Linked DNA regions of Mus musculus: regions 2 and 3 are each linked to region 1. The links are chromatin contacts, called in public Hi-C and HiChIP or PLAC-seq maps. All regions are on one chromosome and are shown on one strand. The core of a region is the stretch at or near the end of the contact, and the rest is flanking DNA. Distances in the headings are between cores, read along the strand shown.

Region 1 (3,633 bases), core at 623-3,122:
ATCTGATAAACTACAGTCTGCAATAACCTGATCCAAGCCGGATGGACCCCCACGTCCCCATGCTGCTCTCTAACTATGGTCCCAAGTTAATATTCCCCACGTATCTAGGCCAAGCCATCCCCTTGACCCTGTAGACTTCGGCAGATCCGGTCTTGCCTCCCATCCCACCATCCCATCCCGATACACCAGCTCACCCCACGAGCTAGAATTCTTTTAAATGCTTGCACACTGAGTCATATTTTTTCAGGGCTCTGTTCCTTCCAGTGGCCTTTCATCACCTCATTTAAAAGCTCTCTACCATGGCCTGCAAGGCCCACACAGGTCTGGCGCCTGCCGTCAGTCTCCTGCGAGCTGTTCACCCACACTGGCTCACTTTGCTTTGTTTTGAATAGACCAAGTACATTTCTGCACACCTTGCACCTATTTGTCCCTTGGCTCACAAGCCTTCCGTGCCATATGTCAACATGGCTCAGTCCTCCCAGACCAGCTTAACTCGGCGAGCTCCCCACCACCCTGTTACTGTCCCTATCTGGTTGGCTTGTTTTCCTATTGGAAAATAACTCCACTCAGATGAGGCTTGTTTCAGTTGTTCACTTCTGAATTCTGCACCCAGAACTATGACTTGTGCAGAGCAGATGCTTCATGGATGCTTGATAAATGCAGACTTGGATAGATGGATGGATGGATGAATGGATGGATGGATGGATGGGAGGAAGGAAGATGGGTTTTCATGCATTTGCTGCGTTGAGGCAGGGGAACTGGACTTGATCTCAAGTTTTGCAAGGCTCAGAAGAGGCTCTTCATAAAGCAATTTTGAGATGTTGAAAAATCACAGTGAGAAAGGAAAAGGACCTCTGGCTCCAGAAGCCTGTCTCTGAGAAGTGCCTGCCTCCTCTCTCTGTGCAGCCTGATAGAGCAGACCTGAGAAGGCACACTGATGGGCCTGCATCGCAGCTCCCTACAGCTGGTGTCTGCTATCCTGACTGGGATCCAAGGTGCACTTCGAGGGCTGTGTGGACAACACACACTCTCTCTGCTTGTAAACAATGCTTGTCAGCAAAGCTTTCAGGCTTTCTCCCTTCCTGCCAAGCCTGGGAACAAATAGCAGTGGTCTTGGCAGAAGCCCTCCCTCCCCATTGCTTTGTTTCTGAGTCTAGACCATTCATTTCCTCTCATTCAACAGCTTTGCTCTGAGAGGGAGTCACTTTCCTTTGCCAGCTTTAGCTTTTAAGTCCTCGTAGCTCATGACTCTCCTGTCAGGACCCAACCCGGGGTGCTTGGATACAAAGGAATGAGAGATCAGTGCCGAGTGTCAGGGAACTGTGCCGTAATTGAGCAAATCACATCTCCCAAAGACAGCCCAAACTTGGTCAGAGTTGTAGACTCTCCTCCCCACCTGGAGGGGGATGGGAATATTCTGTGGGGCAGTCAACATTAGGGCGGCTCGAAACAAAACCTAACCTGTGGTTTCAGGCCCAAGAGGCAACCATGGATGGAGAACTCACTTAGTGAGCCATGGGCCCAAAGGGTCTGGACTCCTTTTCTTCTTCACCCCAAGCCCCATAGTCTTCTCTTATTTTGCCCTTTCCTCTTTTGCCTCCTTCTAGAATATTCTCCTTTTGTCTCCGTGGTAATGGTCATCAAAAATGTCCTCTGCCCTTGGGTCTCTCTATGTAGGATTCACATATGTGAAACCTGTCCTTTATGACCAGGACAGGTGTTCCAAACGGAGTAAAGACCTACAGCAGACCAGCAGGAGATGCGCAGGGCACACTTGGCGATCTCTGCTGGCTGACTGAGATCTGCTGCTTGGCTGTGGCAGCCCCGCCTGTGCTGTGCGGTGAAGACGTCAGGGGGCGCTCGCGGCTTCTCTCTGGCTGGCTGCTGACCGTGGCCAATGGCAGCGGAGGAGAGCAGTTCGCCACACTGTGGCCCTCTCCCACCGCAGACAGGCTATCCTGACCCACAGGCTCTCCATGCTCTGGATGAGGCTGGCAAAGGGGAGTGTTGACTCCATGGGGACAGTCACAGTACAGTCCACCCTGGACACACAGCGTGTGTCCCCCACCCAGTGCAAGCGTCCCCCACCCAGCTCGGCACAAAGACAACAGATGGGTGGAGGGTGAGAATGTTCCAGAAAAGAACAGTTCAGGCCCCTAAAATCCACGGATATGTGTTCTGTACATTTCCTGTTCTTTGTGCTTTATCTCATTTCATCCCTCCAACCATCCTTTGAACCAGGGTAGGCATTATCAATTTATTCATAAACATTTGAGAATCACAGACCAAAAAAAAAAAAAAAAAAAAAAAATCCAAGGTCACCGCCTGGGCATGCGTATAAGTCATCACTAGTCATTCACAGTGCAGGTGACAGAGAGGCACGTGGAGAAGCCGACCAGGATGGCTTTCCAAGTGGAAACCTCCCCTGTTCCTGGCTTGGTCTGAGGGGAGGGGGTGGGGCATGTTCCTGCCCTTGCTTGACCCGCCCTGTCAGCCCTGTCCGCAGCAGCGGGTCCTCCCAGAAGGTAGATGGGCGGAGCTCTTGAGGTGACAGATGGGGGAGGAAGACTTCTTAGGATTTGCCCTGGACTGAAAATTTCTGGTCGCACCTTTGAACCCTGTAAAGTCCTCAAAGCCTTCTGTTTCAGAAGCTAATCACGCGCTCTCTCCACGGGCCCGGTGACCTTTGCAATGCAGTTAGCCTTTGTTTGCTTTTCTTAAAAGGCCTGCAATTTATGATCCGAACAATGCCCCTTAGGCCAGGAAGAAAGGAATTTGAGGGTCCAGAAAGACTTGGTTTTCTTCCAGCCCTTCACCTCTGAAGCCATAGTTCCTCAATAACAGTGTATAACATTAAGACTGGGAGTACAGGGCAGGGGATTGATCTATAGCTTTGTGTCTCGTGGAGACCCTAGCAAACAAGAATATCCCAAGGATGGCAACAATAAAATCCAATCTACCAGCATCGTGCACCGAAGGGGAGGCTCGTATTTTCGGGTATGACTTGTTAACCAGTTATGCGTGAATGTGGAGAGGGGCATGGATTAGGGAGCTTTCTGTTCAAACAGAAGGGCTGACAAAACCATGGAATCTCAAATCGTCAGACATTCAACGGCCTTTTCTAAGAACCATGGGAGACAAAATGTCTACCTGATCCAGCAAGTCATAGGACACCGGCCACCACCACCCCATCCCCAGCTTAGACGGTCCCAATCCTCCTTTTGTCCTTAGTGAAGGAAGGAGCCTCCCAGTCCCTTGCCAGGCCAGCATTCTGCAGGTTGGAATCCTGCAGGCTACCTCCAAAATCGCCCTAGCTGGGGGGTAGAGGTGCACACAATTAATCTCAGCATTCAGGAGGCAAAGGCAGCTGGGTCTCTATGAATTCATGGCCAGTCTCGTCTACATAATGAGACTCCATACACGACAAAATGAACTCCACCCCCCTTAGTTGGGTCCTCCTGACTATTTATGGCTCAGGGGTCCAGAGGGACAGGCTGGGCCACTCGTGTAGCTCATATTTTGGCAACCAGCTGGAGATTTTCACAAAGCAGTTCCCACTCAAACCTGTGATGCACAGAGCAAACACACCGAGTGGCGTTGGCTGCCAGACCCTCCCCGCTCTGTTTTCTCTTC
Region 2 (3,633 bases), core at 402-2,901, 870 kb before region 1:
ATTTCCTTACACTAATGAGATCGAACAATTTTTCCTACCTATTAGCCATTTAGGTAATTATCCGTGCCCTGCCCAGAACTTGCTTTTTGAACAGAAATACTTCACATCAGACAATTTATTAATTGTCTCATCAGTGAAGTTATATTGTGGGCTTTGTGTCTGACTTTTTCAATTCAGCATGTATTTTGAAACTGACTTACAATGTGTGTACACCAGAAGTTTACAAAAAATTTTTTTTTATTGCTGAATCGTATTTAATTGTATGGGTGCATCACATCTGTGTTTTTCTTGTTGACAAGATACTTGTTTTGGGCTTCTTTTTTGTATTTTTGTACAAATCTTGCATGGACACACATCTTCAAATGAAAATCGCTTGGAGAAATGCCTAGAAGTATCTTTCAGAAATCAGGAGACTTAGTTTCAGGGTTGGTAGCCAGTCTAGTCCTTCCTCCAGGGGACCCTCAGGTCCTACTTGTTACACAGGTTTTGGGATTTATTAAAACTCTTCATTTTTTGTCTTAGATGGAGACACTGCTGCATGTGTAGATTGCAAAGATCTTCTAGTGTCTTTTAGATGCTTTAGAGTTTTATTTTTCATATTTAGGTATATGATCCACCTATAATTAACTTTAATTATGGGGTTGGTTTTCTTTCCATAGGCACCTTTTCCAGTCTCTCCGTTAGATTTTCTCTTCCTCACATGACAGCTTTGATGTGCTGGCAAAACACCAACGGATCATATGACACAGGCTTGGGTTTTTTTTTTTTTTTGTTTCCACTTACTGCTTTGATCTATGTGTCCATGTTTATGGCTTAACTGGGGGTGGGGAGTTTTCTTCATGGTCACTGGGTGGCCATGGCTGGGCCTTCTACACCTTAAGGAGGCATGCCTGGAAGGTGGCACAAGACATGATAGCCACATTTCCTGAATGGGAGATCTGAGAAGGGAGAAACCACAGCGCAGCAGCATAGTTTCCAAATCAGAGTGACACATTGTTATGTCTATCGGACCCTATTGTCTCACAGACAAACCTAAAAACAGTAGGGGAGCCGTCTATACAAGGATGTGTAAGCCGGGAAGTTGGAGTCATTCTGGAACATTCTGGAACGTGGGTAGCATGGTATATCTTTCACTTATTAATAATTCACATTCTGTACCCATGCACAATACCACCCCAATCCCTGAAAGATGTCATTCCATTATAACATCGGCTCACAGTTCAGAATCTTTCCTTCAAACCAGCTCCGCAGTTTCAGTCATCATTTCTCCAGCCCAGCTGTAAGTATGACTCTTCTCAGTTTGTGGACCATGAAACTAAGTTATCTGTCCTTGGACACCTGTGCAGCAGAGACGTAGATGCAAGATCACTAAAATAGATACTTCTGTTTCAAAAGATAGAGACCCGGGCTTATGTAAACTCATTGGCTCACAGATTCTGAAACCCAGCCAGGCAAATGTAATTGCTTGTTCAGAAATCAGCCCACCCCCACCCAGAGATATCCCCTGAAGTTCTTACCCTGTCTGAAGCATCCTCTCTCTTTTAGGGAAGGTGTCACGTGTTTGCATTGAAAGGTTTTGGTTTTCTAGCCTGTTTCTGCTTGTAGGAGTTTGGGATTTTAAAGGTCTCTGCTCCTTTTGTACTGTCTGTCACATTTGCTGACCATTGTCAGCAGTCTGATGATAACAGCAGTCTGACAATGGTTGAGAGACAATGACCTTTTAAAGCTCTTATCATTTTATTCTTTTAGATGTGGCATCAGAGATCTTTAAACTCAATAATAGAGTCTGAGCATGCAGACCTTTCTGAGTTGATGCCGAGAACCACCTCTTTCTCTACCTTTCTGAGATCTTTAACAGAGGAGGTGACAGCCTGGCCTGGCTCCCCCTTGGATCATTGTGCTCTAGGGTTCTCAGTTGGAAATATATAAATGTATTATTTATCTCAGAACCTTAAAACCCAGACCAACCCTGTCTTTCTCAGCTCCTCTTTCTTCCAGGTGGTACCTCAAAGACTTCTGGAGAGTGTCTTAGGTAAATTAGCTAGTCCATTAGATACATTGCAGGGGACAATGTTGGCCAAGTTCTTCTGTGACATAGAGAGATTCTTCTCTTCACAATCCCAGCAAGGCGATGCTCACTTCCCAAGAACTCACTGTCCCCCTGAGCAGTCGGACTTTACTGATCAGCTGAGCCGTGAAGTCCAAGTTTGCTTTGTCTCTTCCTTAAAGTTCTTACAGTCATTCAAGTTCTACCCGGGGACTGGTTCCAACTCTACTCCTGCAGTTTAGGTTTTGTTAAGGCAACACCTTGTTTTTCAGACTTCCAGAATTGTGTCTGTAGATACAGTAGAAAGTGCGCATTTTTAGATCTTTCAGTGTTGGCCCATCTGACTCAACAGGACCTATGGGATAAGGTAACAGTGCTTCTTTCAATGGAGGTGCCATCTGGGTGTACCTGGAGTCCCAGAATTATGTCAGTGCTGAGCAGTTAAAAAAATGCACACACACACACACACACACACACACACACACACACACACACTTGCAGACAAAAATCTAGTATGGCAGAAGTAGCCACAGCCCTAAAGTCGTCCTTTTAACTGTCTTTATAGGGCTCCTTCCAGGCACCAAGTGAGCCCTGTAAAGGCTTTGCCCTGTGCCTCCAGCCCAGTGTTTCCAACCTGAGAGACCTGAGGAGCATTGATGGGAAGAATTCTGCGCAGGCCCCTGGGGTTTCTGCCAGAGCTGTGTTGTTATTCTTTGTAGTGAGCTGACATCTTCAAAGATCAAAGAGCAGAGGCTTAGCTCTGTCCCTCCTGCTCCCATCTTTTCTTTTGTTTTTGGAGAGAATGAAGCAGGGATCTTTGAACACCATTTTTATTTATTGTATTTATTGGGGAGTGGAGGGTACTTCTTTCACTGGGATTGAAGTTTCCAGCCCATGTTGAAAATGGCGGAAGTTGCATGTGGGCTTACCTGTCCCTGTGGAGGATTGGGCAGCAACACCATCAGACATGGAACTTCAGGAACAGATTCCAGTCGGCCTGGACTTCAGGACCCTGGCCACAGAGTCTCTGTGTTCCTACCCCACCATTGCCTTTCTCAAACTGCTCACTGTCCTTAGTTAACAAAAAGCTCAAAGACATTCTGAGCTGTCCTTTAGATAAACTTTAATTTTCTCCTTTGCCAGAAACCAAATACTTCAGGTATACTTCAGAAAATATCTGTTGAATGTGCCTTTTGTTTCTAAGAGATTTACACTGCTACCACCCTACCTATAGTTTGTTTACTCATTCTTCGAAATGGCACTCACTCTGTGCTCACACCACCTCAGGCATTCTGGGCGGGGCTGGGGCATGAAGGAGCATAAGACATGGCACTGCCCACAAAGGACTTCTCTGCACCAGGTTTGGGAAGGAGATGCAAACAGAACAAAGATCTAGAGTGAAATGTCTGGCTATTGACCTCCAGCAGTCTGCCATTTCCTCCTGATCCATTCTCTTCAGGGATAATAAAAGCACTTTTCTAAACTGCAGAATCAGTCATGATCATTGTCTCCCTGCTCCCTAAAGAATGGGCCGAGTTTCCAGGGTGCCATTTAAAACCTTCACAGGTTGGTCCCCATCTGCCCTT
Region 3 (3,633 bases), core at 798-3,297, 640 kb after region 1:
GATAGCCACTCCCTGACATTGCTTGCCTACCTTGGCCCCTTGAGTCAAAAGTTGGAGGTCACTGTAGAAGAAAGCCACTGCTGTCAGGACATGAGGCGAGCACCAGCAGTCTGCCAGGCCAGGGGAGTCATAGCAACCTCCAGGAATATTTGACTCCTCTGCCCGGGAGTGATACTTTCAGATGTCCACAGGGAGAGTACGTCACATGGCCCACCATGGTAATGGTTTTGGGACTAGGTGCCAGCCTTGTTTCCATCAAGACAAGAGAAAGGGTGCTGTTGAGAACTGTTAAGGAACACTCACTACATCTGTGTGAGACTGATGTTTTAATGTGCCTCAGTTTACCAATCTGTATAGTGGGAAGGACAGCACCTATCCAGAGTGTGAGAAATGATGTGAACGCACATACAGCATTCTGGCCATTGAGTGAGCCAGCACTGGTGACATCCTGGCTCTAATCTGAATCGAATAAATGTACGGGACCTGACATAGCTCCTTTGATTCTATTATTTTACTTTATAACACAAACACATTATGTATGTTTTTACGTCTCAAACATAACATTAAATGATAAGGTATGCACAGTTGACGTTAGGCGTGGTTGACATTCTTAGACTGATTTCAAATACGTAAATATACCAAAATACTAAAAATGTGGTCACTCTGGTGGGTGATGGCTCCGGTGACAAGCTGACTTGTGTGCAAGCATCAGGACCTAAGTCTGGATCCCTAGCACCCACGTAAAAGCCTTATGGTGGCTTTGTGTCCTTAACCCCAGAACAAAAGGGGTGGGGGCCGGAGCAGGATGGAGACAAATGGATCCTAAAGCTCACTGGCCAGCCAGCCTACTGCTGAACTGCTGAGCCTCAGGCTCAGGGGGAAATCCTAACCCTACTCCCACCCACACCAAAAGGACCAATAGTGTTTGCATCTCAAATGCTCTGTCTGGCTTCTGACAGGTGAGGTATTCCATGTCTCATTCAGACACTGTAGCCTCAGAGCCTGTAGCAGCTCCAAGCCAGCATTGTTACTTTTGGCCTCCACACCTAGGCATACTGTGTACAAATTCCACCCCCACACAAATAGATACATTTTTAAAGTTGTAATGGCCAACCACAATGACTTGTACTGACTTGGAAACTCTGGAACATCAATCTGATTAGTTCAAACCAGACGTGGAGTGTGAGTCACCCAGATAAATCACCAACTCTCTGGTCTACTTGGGGAGTGATGGGGGGATGGCCTATGCCTGGACTCACCGCGTAAACAAAAGTCACCCTCATTTACTAACAGAGAAGATCTATTTCCTGCTGAGCACTTCTAGTAGGGGCTTTGGGGCAAAGGGTCAAATACGCTCTGCTGGAATCTGCTTCCCTTCCCCATCAGGTTTGGCGCTGCAACAGGCTCTCCCTGGCTACAATGTCATCTGAATGAGACTCTGAAAGGCCTCACCTGCCAGAAGCCGGACAGAGCTTTTGAGATGCAAACCCTATGGTCCTCAGAGATGAGAGGATGAGAGAGAGAAGTCACTTTCAAAGCACTGCCTGCCCCCTACTATACACTCGCTAAGCATACACTGCTTGCTCAATCTGCTACGAAAACAGAATTCTAAAATAAGCTGTAGCCTGCTCTCTCAAATTGGAACTTAGAAGAAGACGGATTGGTGTATTTGAGTTAGCTTCATCCTCTTGCACGTACACCCTCCGCCCCACCCCGTACCCACAAGGGCAGCACTGGTTAACAGAACCAGTTAAGGACGGGAAAGACAGACACCGATAATTACGAGGGCAGGCTAGAAGCTGCATGAAAATAAAATACACAGAAGCCAGCAGATGGCAGTTAATCATAATTTTTCCTGCAATTTCTATTAATTGTCGAAGATTCTTCATTCTGTCTACCCATAAGACGAATGATACGCTGATATGGCATAATAAGTAATGTTTCCCCTTTGAGATATTAAATAAGCGTGCTACATAAAGGTTCCCCTCCCACATAACTAGCCCCAGACCTGATTTTTCTCATGCATGTATTTATCATACTATAGCACGCCATGCATATGCATGCCCATATATCTGTACACTCCCCGGCACGCTGCATGCTTGATCAATGTATAATGTTAAAGCCAACGCCCGGGTTCATCTCCAGAAGCAAGACTGAATCAAGGAACTGTTGTTCCTAAAACAGTGCCGAGAAACAATTTAAACCACGTTGTCTGACAGAAATAGCAATGCAAAAATACCTTAGGGAGGCCACTGGGGCAGTTTCCTCTAAGGCTCTTATTACAAGCATTAACAACGTGCACGACCCCTTCCTGGCTGCTGTCCCTCACCCGCCAACCCTTCTAGCCTTTCCCCTTCCCTTCCCTCCCTCTCCCTGAATTTCCATACTGCCTTTCCTTTCCAGATGTCTAGTTCTGTCACTCTGCTTCTCCTGTTCTCTCTCTCTCTCTCTCTCTCTCTCTCTCTCTCTCTCTCTCACACACACACACGCACACACACACACACACACACCAGCCCGCATGTCCCTGGTTTCCTGAGTCTTGCAGGGACAGATGCTGTACCAGGCAGGGTTCTTGATTTCCAACATTACAAATCGACTCTTAGGTAGAAAAAAAAAAAGGAAAAATTATTGGAGAGCACTCAAGTAGTTCACAGAATCGCCAGGAAGCCTGGGAAATTTGGCTCGGTGAACAGGCACGAACCAAAGGATTTGGCACCAAAGTGCAGAGCCAAGGTCACACCATTGAAAACTACCCAGTGGGACTGCCACCAGCATCCAGCTCACCAGTCACTAATGACCACCGCTGACAGTTGACTCTGCGGCGGGATGGTCTACACACCTGAGACCTTTCCTTGGCTTCTCCCGTTCCCAGTCTGGGCTTCAGACCCAATGCCAAGGCCTAGAGGGCGGGCCTTGCGCACAGCTTTCCAAGAGCAGAGCTATGGCTCTGGCTCAGACCACAGCAGGGTCAGGGCACACAGCCCAGAGGCTGGGCGGCTTAGCAGAGTGCAGGACACTGTGAATCTGGAGGGACACTGGATGACACAGGCCAGGTTAAAATCGGTAGCCTCCCTCCACCCTATAGGTTTGGAGATCTGCGCTTCCTAGCGGAGCGGGAATAACTCCGGGGAAAGTTATTTGGCTGGACACATCAGGATTAGTGATCCCAGCTCTGGAAAGATAATGTCTAGTGAGATCCTGCTGCCGCTCAGGCCCCTCCCCGTCCACTCAGTCGCTTCTCAGTCTCAGTCCCAGGCTGAGCAAGGGGCTACAGCTGGGATGTGAACGCTCTTTGTTCTCCGGTTCACTTAGCCACCCTCCATTGCTGCTCCGGAGGACCAGAGGACCGCTCTCTTGACCTCCCACATTTTAACCCTTAATGGAGACTGGTTTCTTTCTAGGGACCAGATTTGCAACCAGATTCCAGGTCTGGCCACAGGCTTTGCTCTCTTCTGCCAGCTGTTCCCAATTAGGAGCTGGTTTAAGCAATTTGAGTGTCTGAGGGTGTCAGTCAACAGGAGTATTTGTTAGTATTTAGTTTCCCTTAGGATCTTAACCCCAGAACTAATGGATTCTCTAATATCCTGAGTTACGAGGTGATTTTTGTAGGTTTTCCAAGAAAGGAGAATAAAA

What was found. Hi-C and Micro-C count contacts between places; a contact is called where the count stands out from the background. HiChIP or PLAC-seq counts read pairs in DNA pulled down with a chosen protein or histone mark.
Region 2: an H3K27ac HiChIP or PLAC-seq map of extraembryonic endoderm stem cells shows a contact between it and region 1, with 4 times the contacts expected there. The contact joins two enhancer-like sites. A contact is called at or near these places in 2 of 115 datasets of contacts at active chromatin or transcription factors (extraembryonic endoderm stem cells and pancreatic cancer cells).
Region 3: a Hi-C map of cortical neurons shows a contact between it and region 1, with 2.5 times the contacts expected there. The contact joins two enhancer-like sites. A contact is called at or near these places in 2 of 484 Hi-C or Micro-C datasets (cerebral cortex and cortical neurons).

Annotation. Positions count from the first base shown.
Region 1 is chr3:101,804,615-101,808,247 of GRCm38.p6, reverse strand. No RefSeq gene overlaps it. Among named protein-coding and RNA genes, the nearest start is that of Gm33381, 22 kb to the left of the region's middle. Within about 2 kb of position 1,872, at least 126 of the 459 cell types and tissues checked have an H3K27ac peak or open chromatin away from gene starts, as enhancers often do. A contact at or near this core is called in cerebral cortex, cortical neurons and extraembryonic endoderm stem cells, where this site is marked.
Region 2 is chr3:102,671,374-102,675,006 of GRCm38.p6, reverse strand. No RefSeq gene overlaps it. Among named protein-coding and RNA genes, the nearest start is that of Gm40112, 21 kb to the left of the region's middle. Within about 2 kb of position 1,651, at least 4 of the 459 cell types and tissues checked have an H3K27ac peak or open chromatin away from gene starts, as enhancers often do. A contact at or near this core is called in extraembryonic endoderm stem cells, where this site is marked.
Region 3 is chr3:101,161,410-101,165,042 of GRCm38.p6, reverse strand. No RefSeq gene overlaps it. Among named protein-coding and RNA genes, the nearest start is that of Ptgfrn, 53 kb to the right of the region's middle. Within about 2 kb of position 2,047, at least 109 of the 459 cell types and tissues checked have an H3K27ac peak or open chromatin away from gene starts, as enhancers often do. A contact at or near this core is called in cerebral cortex and cortical neurons, where this site is marked.